2 separate regions of the Mus musculus genome follow, and region 2 is linked to region 1. A link is a contact called in public Hi-C data. All regions are on one chromosome and are shown on one strand. Each heading gives the region's core, a stretch centred on a gene start, on an enhancer-like site or on the middle of the called end of the contact. The rest is flanking DNA. Distances are from core to core; before and after follow the strand shown. Region 1 overlaps Gm51680 (a long non-coding RNA gene). Region 2 has its middle 17 kb from the start of Gm34105.

Region 1 (6,862 bases), core at 2,223-4,722:
TAAAGGCATGCATCACACATCTGGCTGAATTATGGTGTTTCCAATGTGCATGAAAAGTATTTGGCTCTTATAGATACATAATGATTTAATTATAGAAAACAAAGACAATATTTCTTACTGTCATTACTCAGCAACTAAGCGTCAAATTAGTGTATTGTGGGGTTGTACTGTACTAGAATGTTCGGTTTATTTCTTCCCATGTGTGTCCTCACATGTGCCTGCGTGAGGGCCCGCGTGTTACTTGTCATGTGGGGTGAGAGGACAGCTTTATGGAGCTGCTTCTTTCCTTCTACCATGGAAGTTCCAGAAATCAGACTCAGGTCACCAGCCTACCAAGGCGAGTGCTTTCTCCTGCTAAGTTACCTTGCTAGTTCCAAATATCGGATTTTAAATTTTATTTGAGTTTCATTTTTAAAAAGGGGTTTCAAAATTAATTTTGTTTTGACATCAAACTATTTCTGATATGGTTTTAAATACCCCTCCCCCATTTTGTCTATGCGTTTACCTGAAGTAGATTCCTCAGTATATATGATCATAAAATCAAATTGTCAGTCAACTCTGAAAAACATTGAAGTTGCTTAATATCCTGCAGCATCAAATATTCAGCCACTGTCTAATTCTTCCTTTGAAGATAAGCAAGTACACCCATTTCATTAGGATGCAAAAAGTTTAAGCCCTGACTTAGGCATGTATTCAATCCCAATTACCATTTCCTCCTCTTAAAATGATAATGGAAAAGCAATCTGATCAACATAATTTATACTCATGTGTCCTCAACTAATAGTGCTATTGGAGAGGGGGGGAGGGAGAGAGAGAGAGAGAGAGAGGACAGTTGGTCAGTCTGTGAGATCTCTGGAAGGTTGCTTTGCACACCCTTGCCTGGGAAAGGACCCCAGGGACTCGTTACTGTCAGGTTTGTCACTGCATTAAATTCAGCCAGTAGAACAAGCAAGTGGGTGCAAAGGGACATGCATGCTGGCACTTGTTACTTGGGAGGGATCCAGCTAAGAGAGCCCTGCTGCTGGGGAGACTCTGCCCCATCCAAGAATCTTCTTCTAGAAACATCCGACGTGCATTGCTGGAGCCTCGGTGCGAGGGATGCTGGGCCCAGCATTGGTAGCATCTGGCAGCATTCTAGGACTGCTCTACCTGAAAGTTCCAACGTCTTCCACATTCCCCTCAGGAGACAAGCCAGTCCCAAAGGCCTTAGGACCATATGGTTATGACAATGCCCCACTCGTGGTACAAACTTTCTCTACCAGTTACTTTTTTCCTTGACATGAACAAATAAATAGTTGACAAACTCAATCAGAAGGGCTCATTTGCTAGATGGAGAGGCAAAGGGAACAAGAAGAGGAACAGAGAAATGAGAGAAACAGCCACTGAGGCCAGACAAGGCAGCCCAGTTAGGGGAATGGGATCCACAGGCATGCAACACAGTCAGGGACAGCCCCACTCTAGTTGCTGGGAGAACTGCATGGAGAGCAAGCTGCACATATGCTACATATGTGGGGCAGGGGTGGGGCAGCCTAGTGTTTACCATGTGAAAAGCAGATGTAGTGAATTACAGGGACGTGTCACCTCTCCCTGCCTGGTGACATCCCTTCAACCCTGAGAGACGCTATGCAGACCAGCACGTAAGGGTGAGGGGGGCCCCCCACCACATCAAACATCTGGACCAGACCCTGAGCCTGGGGGAGCATCTCCCCACACAAGGCCTTCAGCGTTTCACCTCCAACATTCAGGTCAGATTAGCATTCCAAGCCAGTCATTCACTGCCAAGGACCAGGGCTCCGGCCCTCCATCATCCTCTGTTGTTGTATGTATAAGACAGCGGTGGCTATCAATTCTTGAAGGCAGGGCAGGGGCCGGGGGGGGGGGGGGTGCTTGTCTGCTGCTAGGGCCTCCGGGTGTGGTTAGGAGTCACACTGAAAGGACTGTGCCGGCCTAGAAACTGCATGACCTCAAAGCTCAAGGAGATGTGAGAGGAAATGAAAGGGCTCAGGACAGAGTACATGGAATCAGAGATGCCACAGCCAGCCAGCTGAAGTACAGTCTCAAGCTGGATGGAGTCTCTTCTACTCAAGCCTCATGGCCCTGCACACACTCGCACACACACGCACACTCGCACACACACACACACACACACGCACACACACGCACACACACACGCACACACACCACACCTGCCTGCACGCACGCAGGTTCCCACTGCAGAACACTCTTAGGCTAGGAACATGGCAGGTGTATGAACTCCCTGTGGGAGGTGCTGGGAAGGAGGATAACATCCTTGCAGGCCTCTTCCCCGCCCCTCCCTCCTTCCCCAGCCTGGTGCATCTCCTTGACTCCTCAGCCTCAGCATCAAAGATTCATCAAAGCTGAGACCCAGCAAAGCGTGTGCTTCACATCTTTAAACGCGCTTCTTCCCAATGAAAAATTCAGTGGAAAAGGCAGGAAATTGAAGGGGGTTCAAAGAGGAATCAGAGAGGGAAGGGAGGCTTCAGAAAGGAACCGGGGGCGGGGGGGGGGGGAGATGAGCAGCTCTCTCTGTTATGGCGGCACTGAAGCCACAGTACATTTACCAAGCATCTGCCTCACTTGAGGCACAGGGCAGGCACACAAGTGGGTCCTTCATATGGCAGCATGGGCGGAGGAGCACCGTGCAATTCTGGGAAAGCCATTCCGAGATCACAGAGACGGTTCTGCAGAAGAAACAGATTGGCTCCTGGGTATGGGGAGTGTAGAGTTCAGGAGGTGTGAGCCTCAAACATTCTAGAGTCTAGATTACTCATGTCCGCACCGGAGTTTAGTGCCTGCCCTTTCTATCACCTGGTAAAGGAGGAACATGCTGTGTGTGTGTGTGTGTGTGTGTGTGTGTGTGTGTGTGTGTGTGTGTATGAGAGAGAGAGAGAGAGAGAGAGAGAGAGAGAGAGAGAGAGAGAGAGAGAGAAATATATATAGACAGACAGACAGAGAAAGAGACAGATACAGAAAGAAATAGGGAGGGACAGAGAGGCTGAGAGACAGAGAGAACTGAGGCATGCATGCATGCACACGCACGCACACGCACACACACACAGAGACGGAGAGACAGAGAGGCAGAACAGAAACTGAGAGAGATCTGGTGTTGTGGGAATCAGAGCAGGGATCATTTCCAGCAGGAAACTGGGGTACCCTTACTAGAGAAGAAAACAGTGTTCCACATAATAGAAGACGAGCAAGCATTCAGGAGAGGAGGCAGGCCACCTGACATATGAACAGAGACCATGCAGCTAAGGTGCCCAGACCTCCTGGCAAAGGGCAATGTATGTCTGGCCTGTAGGGGGAGCTGGCTCCAGGGAACAGGAGGACGACTAGACTCGGATGACGCCATCGAACCACCCCCACCCCAACCCCCATCAAGGAAGGCCATGTGTCTGCAGGGGTTGAGGGAGCTCGGGTGCTTGTTCATCTCAACCCTCAGTGACTTGTCACCTATTATGAGTCATAGCTGCCCTCAAACCTCAGTTTCCTGATCTGCAAATGAAGATACCAGTCAGTCATCTAAAACTTCCTCTTCTGGCTCATTTGATTCTGGCAGCTTGGTTCTGTTGCCCATGTGAGGGAGGGGCAGGAAGCTCAGAACGACAAGATCTAACCATGGCTTCCCCATTCTCCCAAAGGGCACCCCATCACTACCCACAGCCCCCTCATGTCAAACCAGTCTCTGGTTACCAGTATCCTGTGGATGGAGGAGCCTCAGACATATGCCAGGAAGCTGTCCTAGGTCCCAGGCTCCTCCTTTCTCTATGCTGGAACATCATCCACTCTGGCCCTGCAGATGAGCAGGAAATGTCCATGCCTAAGGTAGGCAACCCAAGAGCCCTCACCAACCTGGGGTTGAGCTCAGATTCACAGGCTGCGGACCTCACCCTACTCTCTACTGGCAACGTTCAAGGTCAGACGGAACCTGATGGTAAATTTCCACATCCTGGCCAGACCTAGTGGCCCTTGAGAAGAAACCAGAGCAGAACTTACTTGTGAAATAGCAACTGACACCTAGGTAGAGTTGGCAGGTGTCAGCTGCTATGTGATATACCTACCTCCCACCCCCTACCTCCACCCCCACCCCCACTCTTCTGTGGGAAGCATGCTGACTGCCCAGCTCAGCTCTGGTACAGCACAGCAAAGTGGCTTGTGGCTTGGGCTTTGGGGTCAGAGGTGTGGTTGGGATTGCCAGCTCAACAGTTTGCTAGCTAGATGATGTTAACCTTAAATGGCTTTTCTTGTCTTTGCTGAGCCTCAGTGTTCCCACCTGTAAGACTGGAGTATGACCGTAAAGATCAAATGTGACCATGATCTTACAGAACAGGGTTCTAATAGCCATCAGCTGATAGTAGAATTGTTGCTGAGGCAGCTCAGCAGTTTGTAGCTAACCAACCAAGTGGGCTGGTTCAACTTGACTCCTTGAAGCTGTGTGGCTGGCCCCACCCAGAGTTTCAAAGCTTGATGATTCCACAGTGCCCTCTTCCTGCTTAGTGGGGCCATTACCACCATCAACGCCGTCCTGAAGATAGCAAGCCTTCCATTTCTGCCCTCTGCAGTCCTGGCCCTAGAACATGGCTCCCAAAATACAATACCACAACACTATCAACAGATGGCCCCTCCCTGAAGGTGTTGAGGTTGTCAAGGGTCTCCCTCCTCCCCCCTCCCTCATCTGTCTGTCTCTCTCTGTCTCTGTCTCTCTCTGTCTCTGTGTGTGTATCTGTCTGTCTCTCCCTCTGTCTCTCTGTCTCTCTCTCTTTCACACACACACACACACACACACACACACACACACACACACCAGCTCAACTACCATGTCCAACAACAGTCTTTTCATTTAAAAGAAAATTAAGGGACTCAGGAATATTCATTCCACAAAGACAAACACTAGGACCAGAGTTCAAGCCCCAGGATCCACATGTTAAAAAGCTGGACATAGTGGTTGGCATGACCTTGTAACCCTAGCACCGGGGAAGTGGAAGCAGGCAGTTCTCTGGGGTTGGATGACCAGACAGCTTAGCCTACTTGGTAAGTTCCAGGTCGAGTGAGAGACACTGTCCCAAAACACAAGATAGATAGCACCTAGGAGTCAGTGCTGTCCTCAGACCTCTGTTAGATCCAAAGGAAACTCCAGTTCCTCAACCTTCAAAAGCCAATCCAACTATGCAGAAATGTTCAACCTGAGCTGCATAGGAGGATTTCTGGTGGCTAAATAAAAGCCAGCCTTCCTCGGGAACTTGTGAGGCCACTTCCCATCTGCCAAAGGGACCATTTCTCTTTTCTCTAGCAGTGGGACCTACGGCTCTCCATTGACACACACCTGTGGTTGAAGTACCATAAGTACTTTGTCTACATTTCAAAGTGCCCACTCCAGCCTCCTGGCCCCTCCCTCCCCACAGATGCTCACCCTCCATGTACGGTGCAATTCTCATCATGATCTCTATTCTCTATATCCTGGTCTTCTTCCCTCTCTTGCAGATAGCCCTGGCCACGTTCAGTCTACTTCTTTTTCTCTCTGCTCTGGACTGTTCCAGATGCCTCTGGCTGTTCTCTCACTCATATCTACAGTTAAAACAAACAAACAAACACACAAAACAAACACAAAACAAAAAAACACAAAACAAACCTTTTTCCTTAGCCATACCATGAAGTAGTCACGTCAGCAGTTTCTTTACTGCACCCACTCACCTACAATCTCTGCATGCATGTGCACACTTGTGCATGACCACATACAATTTCTTCTAAAGATCGTGGCGATGTGGGGCTGGGGGAGATGGGGTGGAGAAACAGAAAGAAGATTCCACTTCCCACAAGCTTCCAGGCAGGGGAGGAAGTGGGGAACAGAAGGCTGCCATTCCAACAACTTCATATGCTTTCTGTAAGTTTGATGCAGCAAGCCGCCCAGCTCAGGGGTCAACTGCAAGCTAGGGGTTGGGGGACAGCCATGTGGCTAATCCCAGGTAAGCAGGCAGAGCCCCAGGTAGGTGAGTGTCTCGTGGAGAGTTAAAGGTTCTTTGGAAAGTCAGTTGGATGGTGTTTTGCTGGAGCAAATACATGAGGAATGTTTCACTGAAGCAGACAAAGGAGAGAGGATGTTCTGCTAAAGCAAGCACATGAAAGGACACATGTTGAAAGGTTCTTTGATAACGACATGCATGTATTGGTCCACCTTACATTGCATAGTTGAGCTGCATTTGTCGGGACTCCATAGAGGGACACACCAAAAAAAACTTCTGGTGATGTGCTGCAGTTTCTGCCACTTCCACAGATTTGTGATGTCATCTGAGACAGCTGCACATGCTGAGGTAAGACCCATGGAGGACACGTAACGTCTTGGTGGGTATAAAAAGGACTCAACAACAGTGACAGAGGCTGAGCTGGGCTTGCTAACAGAGCTAGATGTGCAACGCTTGTGAGTTTTGCGTCTTTATTTGCTTCCTTGAGAGAGGCATAGCCAAGAACTTCTCCTGATCTTCCTCCTGGTCCCTCCTGCTGACTTGTGTCGAGGCTGAGGCCTGGCTGTCTCATGCCACTGCTGCTGATTCATTTTTGCTATCCCGACTCTACAGAACTCAACTGCTGGTGTATCCTGGAAGTGTTTTTGAGTGGATCGAGCTGCCGCTGTCTGCTAACCTGTGAACTGAACTGCCAATTTCCAGACAACACAGATGGGAGTTGCTCCAAAGAACCTTTCTAAACAGGTCCACTTTCCCCATATCCTTTCTTTTCTACTACCTTTGGTGGGTGGTGGGCTAGAAGGGAGGTTAAAGTGTTTAAGAACCATTATTAAAAATAGGCGCTTGAAAAAATTAGTTACAATTGTCTCACCAGCCTTAGT
Region 2 (6,181 bases), core at 645-3,144, 230 kb before region 1:
ATTCAGGATGGCAAATATATCCAATGTCCCTATCCCGAATACATCAGAAGTTGGTTTCAGGGGGACCCAGCGTAGGTGATCTATATGATGCCTAGCAAGAGTGCCCCTCACAGAAGTGGAAGCTTGACTTGAATCTAGTCCTTTACGTCCCAAGCACTTGCCAGGCCCCCACAACTTCACTGTCCACACAAACTTCCTGCAGATTGTCCTTATTGCCCTCTCTCGGAGGTGAGAAAACTGAAGGTCAGAGAGGCTAACAAACAGCCCAGGGTTCCATGGCTAACAGGAAACAAAACAGAGTGGCAAACGTAACCACTAACCGCAAACCTGGCACTCTGGTCTACCTAGGGCTCATCTTTTAGAGGCGGGGGGGGGGGGGGGGGGGAGAAACAACTGTGAATTCATGTTCTAAAGCCGCTCAGGGCTCTGGAGTCAGAACTCAAGTCATGGCTCTGCCTTTCTGAGCTGGGTAGTCCCAGGTGAGCTATTCAACTGTCCTTCTCCAGCTCCAAATTCATAATGTGTTTTCAAGGACTGCAAGAGCTAGGTACTTAGATAGCACTTGACATTCAGCAAGTACTCAGTAAATATCACTACTGCTGCCATGGCCACGTAGCAGAGCTGTGTAGTGAGGTCTTGGGGTAACCATTTCCTGCTGGTCTGGACTCTTATGATCAGTGCTCTTCCCAAAAGGGGCTTGTAGGCACTGTGTCTCTGAGTCTGAGGTGTCATGGTTGTTCTAATTCATCCCCAACCTCAGCCAACTGTCACCAGAAAGGCACAGCCTGAGGTCTGTTGATGCTTCACCTTGCCACCTTTAAAGCCCAAGGTAGCAGGAGGCCTGGTTTTTTAGTGAAGGCCAGGCAGACTGTTGGCCCTTGTGGGCAGCCTGTGCTGAGAACCAGGTAGTCCAGGGGTTGTGCTACTCTCTTGGCTACTCATGCATAGCTGTGTCTCTGCTTGGGAATTTCCCACCCAAGTCTCTGAGAGCCGTCACTTGTCTTTTTGCTTCCCCTGTAGTCAGAGCACAGTGACCCCCCCCCCCAAGGGTAGTTATCCACAGTCCATGTTGTGAAGTGTGCCAGTTGAGACAGTGCCCTTGGGCAGTCTTGTAACTTACCTTTAGGGTTGAGTTCTGGTTATAGAGCCTCCAGATCTGTTTCTCTTCTCTTCTCTTCTCTTCTCTTCTCTTCTCTTCTCTTCTCTTCTCTTCTCTCTTTCTTTCTTTCTTCATATATTTTATGGTTATAAATGTTCTGTCTTCATGCACATCAGAAAGGGGAAATCAGATCCCATTACAGATGGCTGGGAGCCACCATATGGTTTCTGGGAATTGAACTCAGGACCTCTGGAAGAGCAGCTGATGCTCTTAACCACTGAGCTACCTTTTCAGCACAGGTCTGGGTTTCTTATTTATGCAGAGGTTGACTGTGAGATTAACTGAAAGTCCTTTATAAAATTCTCTTCTTAAATGGAGTGAATTAGTTTCCTCTGTTGTGTGTGTGTTTGTGTGGGTGTGGGTGCTCGCACACATAAAATGAGGATGTTCGTGTGAGAGGGGAGTCAGTGCTAGAGGCAGGTGGATTTGAGGTTGAATTGTGATACCATGTTGGAGGCACTCAAAGAAACCAGAAATTTCCACATCACCATGGTCTTCCTGTTACCTGCTGTCTCTCCTCCTCTTTGTCTTGGTATAAGCTTCAGGCTTGTGACACCCATCTGGTTGGACCTGGACAGCACCAACCATAGCAGGAGGGTAGTCAGATGGACAGACACTGAGGAGTCACCAGATGGCTTCTGTGAGCTCAGCCCTTTGTGCCCAGGTCTATATCAAACCCCGTGTAGGAAGCTCAGACCTTGAAGGAGGGGACCTCTGCCAATGTCTTGTGGTTAGCCACAATGCTCTGCCCCACAGTAAGACTGTGAGCAGCCTGACTGAAGGCCAGCTGCTCTGAGCACTTCCCACCGTTCTACACCACACTGGAATTAGACAGTAAAGGACACCTGCAGCCCAAAGAAGAGATGATAGCCTCACTAGTCTCTGGACTAGAGAGTCTAGGCATTTGTGTTAGTGTACACACACACACACACACACACACACACACATAACACACACACACATGCTCATGCTTACATGTATATATATATATGTGTGTGTGTGTGTGTGTGTGTGTGTGTGTGTGTGTGTGTGTTTGTGTATATGGAATACTTACATCATGGTATCCAACCTCTTAAAGAAATTTTATTTATGTGTGAGCATGCATGTGTGTGTGTATGTGTGTATGAGGGGGGTATATGCATGATGAGAGCACATGTACATGTAGAGGTTAGAAAGCAAGTTAATGGCATTGGTTCTCACCTTCTACCTTTTCCAATAGGTTCCAGGGACCAAACCCAGGCCATCATGCTTGCAGTGTGAGATGGCAAGTGCCTTCACCTGTTTTAACAATCACCTGGTCCAGGGTCTAGCCCTTGAGCATCACTATAGTAATATCATCTACAAAGGTCATGCTTGAGAACTGCATGACTGAGGTAAAAAAAAATCTCATAATGATTTGAGCTTAGGATTTTGTGTTGGGCTTCATTCAAACCTGTCCTGAACCACACTCTCCATTCTCCATCTGAGGCTCCCAGCTCTGGCTTTGCTATAACCTTTCCAGCCCAGAGTGTAGAGGGATAAGGAACCTGACTGTTCTAGGCAGGAGGGCAGCTGGGCTTTGTCCTAGACTGGTTAATATTCATTGTCAAGTTCTTAAGTTCCTTTGTTGGGTATTTGGCCCCAGTGAACAGAGTTATTTAGTAGTCCTTGAGAGTCACTGATACCGAGGGTGGTCTTTATTCCTCTAGTCTGTTCTCCTGTGTCTGCAGATGTCCAGACAGCCTCTCTTCATCTCTGTGGCACCAAGACCACATAGCTGTCTAACAACGTGTGCGTGTGTGTCGCATGTATGTCATGTGTGTGTGTGTGTTTGTGCGCGTGCATGTGAGAGAGAGAGAGAAAGAGAGAGAGACAGAGACAGAGACAGAGACAGAGACAGAGACAGAGACAGAGACAAAGACAGAGAGAGCACCTGAATACAGCCATGTGTGCTTAAGGATAAATGAGTGTACATATGAGCTTCCAAAGGTGGTTGTGGAACCCTGTGTATGCTTTCATGTTGGAATGTGACTTTATTTGAGCCTCGATATAGCAGCACCATTGGCTCCTATGTTCTTTCTGAAAGTTTGTCTTACTGTGAAGGTAGATGAGGTCCTGGGTTGGCTTTGGGCCTGGGGACTGCAGGCCTGTGAGGACAGTGACAGATGAAGCCCCCCCACCCTGTGCCCATGCTGACAAGCCTACACCCAAGCCAACAGGGCTCTGCCCATTCCTTCCAACTCTTCCTCAGGTTTTCTGTATCTGATGCCACTTTCCCAGTTACTCATACTGAGAGAAGAGCAGCTATCACGGTGGCCTTGTCCTTTCATCTGAGCCTGCAGGTCTATTTTAGTAGACTAGGTAGCTATTGAAAATTTAACTTTAATAGTTGTCTCAGTTTTATTTCTGCTGCTAAGTACCGTGATAAAATACTGTGACAGCAGGCAAGTTAAGGGAGAAGGGTTTTATTTTTGCTTACAATTCCAGGTTGCGGTCCATCATTGCAGGAAAAACTCAGCTTGAGAAAACTCGTCACATCAATCATCAGTCAGGAGCATAGAGAAATGAATTCATGTATGCCTGCTGCTTGCTTGTGCTCAGCTCAGCTTTTCTCTCTTTTACAGTTCAAGAATTCTGCCAAGGGAATGGTGCCACCCTTAGTGGGCTGGTTCTTCCCTTATCAGTTAATTTAATTAAGACAATGATGTTCAGACACCCTCACAGACCAACTTGATCTATATAATCTCTCTTTGAGACTCTCTTAGGTGATTCTAGGTTGCGTTAAGTTGACAGTTAGGGTCAACCAGCCCAATAACATTAAAGACTCCAGTTTCCTAATTCGGATGGACATACTGTGTGTGTGGTTGCTAGTTCCTGTGTTAAACTTTGTGGGCTGGGAACAGCTCCATCACAGCAGGTACCTCTATGGGACAGACTTGCCTCTCACACCTCCCTGACCTTTGGTTGGTGCTCTAAAACCTACAGGATACTAGACTCCCTGAATCTGCTGTGGAAGCCTTCTCCAGGCTCATCCTGGAATTCCCTCCGCCTCCTCCCAGGACGTCCCCAGCCTGCCCTGCTTCATACTGCTGTACTACGGGCCTCTTTGTCTCCTCCAGGAAGGAGCCAGGCCTACTGATTCATTTCTTTCTTATGCACATCTCTTTCTTCTTTCTGGCTGTCCTGGTTCTACTGGAGGTCTGCTTTGTCCTCCCCGAAACCCCCTAGTCACCTGTCATGAAGGCTTTTGCTGCTCCCTCCTCTCCTCTTCCTGCTTTGCTAGAGAGATGCTAATTGCACCTGCAATTACCTAATTGCCATGGCAATTAGCCAGTTGCACTCTATTTTGAAGGTGCGAATGGCAAATTGCAAGCGCGCGCGCGCGCGCGCGCACACACACACACACACACACACACACACAATTTCCACTACCATCCCCCTCCAGAAATTTCCACCCAACTGTGCCCAGAGATCTTAACCTCAGCACCCCAAACCCAGGGGAGAGGCCAGAGATGGTAAGAGCGTAAGTGGGGCATGAAGTTCTTCTAGCAGGTGGGGCGGGCCCCAGTCTATGGGGTTTTCCTGAAGCAATGAACAGCCTCTCCAGCACAGAACAAGGCCAAGCTGGCAGCTTTAATTGTAGTGATTTTCATATTAGTGCTAGTGTTGATGAGAGCCAATCACCCATCAGTGCTCGGCAAGGTCGCTCAAGGTGCTCAGAGGGTAGGAGCCCAACCTGCACACTCCCTAGGCTGCTATAAGCTGGAACCCAAGCCTAGTCCAATAGAGGGCATTTCTAGGGTACAGGGCAGAACTGCAGATTAGAACTGAGGCTGGTTATGTTCAATAGCTGTAGGTAACCTGTGAGCAGCGGTGTAGTGTGCTCTGACAGGTAAATGATGTTGGGTTCCCTGCGTGGGCCTGTGATAGTTAATACTGTCAAGTGAACAGTATCTAGACTCATCTAGGAGACAAGCCTTTGGGCATGCCTATGAGGGATTTTCCTGACTGGATTAAGGAAGGTAGGAAGATCCATCTTAACTGTGGGCAGTTTCTGCCCAAATTCACTGATGCGGGAAGTGTCCCAGACTGAATAAAAAGAGACTAAACTGTGCACGTACATTTGCCTCTCTTTTCCTGACAGTTGGTGCAATGTGACCGGAAGCTTCACATTCTTGCCACCAGTGCTTCTCAGCCATAATGGAGCAAATCCACGAGCTAGGAGCCCAAACAAACCCTCCCTTCCTTAAATCGAGTTTGCTAGGTATTTTGTCAAAGCAGAGACAAGTTGTTAATACAGGGCCCAAGGCTGCCCAGCCTCCTCAAATCCCCTTCCTGTGAGTTGGAGCTGCACTTTCCTAGGGAAATGTGTGGTCTGAAGAGCTGTCCTCCCACAGGACCAATGCCTGGCCCCATATCTGTATTGAACGTGGGTGGTTGCAGATGTAGATGGTGGGTGTACGGGGCCGGCTTGTAAAGGCTCGTGAATGGTAGCGAGGGGTCAGGAACTTGGATCTATTCTGGATGTGGGAGGTGCTTGGGATACAGTTTATCTGGGGGAACAGGTATGGGACAGGCCGAGGAATGAGGCTAGAAGCACTTTTATAATTAGGGTGTATTTGAGGGATGGGGGGGGGGGGACAGATTGGTGACTACTGCTCTGTTTGTAGCCTTCAGCGTGACTTGACACAAAGGAGTCCCTACAGATAAATGAAGGTAGTACTGGGGATACAGAGGAGACAAATCAGAGGACATTGTCCCCACTGGCTGTGCCTTAGTGCCCTTAGACAACGAGGCTGACAGCAGGAGGTATTGTGACAGTGGATGGTCAATCCAGATCAAGGTTCATCTTCCCACTGGAGAGATCAGGCCTTGGGTCCAAAGGCTTAATGGGTGTGGTGGATGTTACCACATTTTGAGCCTCAGTTTCTCCCTCTGGGCTCCAAGTCCTTGCTCATGCTGCAGGTGGGAAGTCTGCTCTTATAAAGTCTTTAATGGTTCCCGGTGTAGCTCTTCTTTCTGCCTCTGCCAGCAAGGAGCCCA

What was found. Hi-C and Micro-C count contacts between places; a contact is called where the count stands out from the background.
Region 2: a Hi-C map of B cells shows a contact between it and region 1, with 2.4 times the contacts expected there. The contact joins two enhancer-like sites. A contact is called at or near these places in 1 of 15 datasets of contacts at CTCF or cohesin (CD8 T cells), 6 of 484 Hi-C or Micro-C datasets (B cells, bone marrow-derived macrophages, cerebral cortex and 3 more) and 1 of 115 datasets of contacts at active chromatin or transcription factors (CD8 T cells).

Annotation. Positions count from the first base shown.
Region 1 is chr9:60,995,906-61,002,767 of GRCm38.p6, reverse strand. It overlaps Gm51680 (a long non-coding RNA gene), which reads left to right. Exons shown (of 3, transcript XR_003948176.1): 2 at 6,594-6,725. Among named protein-coding and RNA genes, the nearest start is that of Gm5122, 18 kb to the left of the region's middle. Within about 2 kb of position 3,472, at least 126 of the 459 cell types and tissues checked have an H3K27ac peak or open chromatin away from gene starts, as enhancers often do. A contact at or near this core is called in B cells and pre-pro-B cells, where this site is marked.
Region 2 is chr9:61,220,879-61,227,059 of GRCm38.p6, reverse strand. No RefSeq gene overlaps it. Among named protein-coding and RNA genes, the nearest start is that of Gm34105, 17 kb to the right of the region's middle. Within about 2 kb of position 1,894, at least 45 of the 459 cell types and tissues checked have an H3K27ac peak or open chromatin away from gene starts, as enhancers often do. A contact at or near this core is called in B cells and pre-pro-B cells, where this site is marked.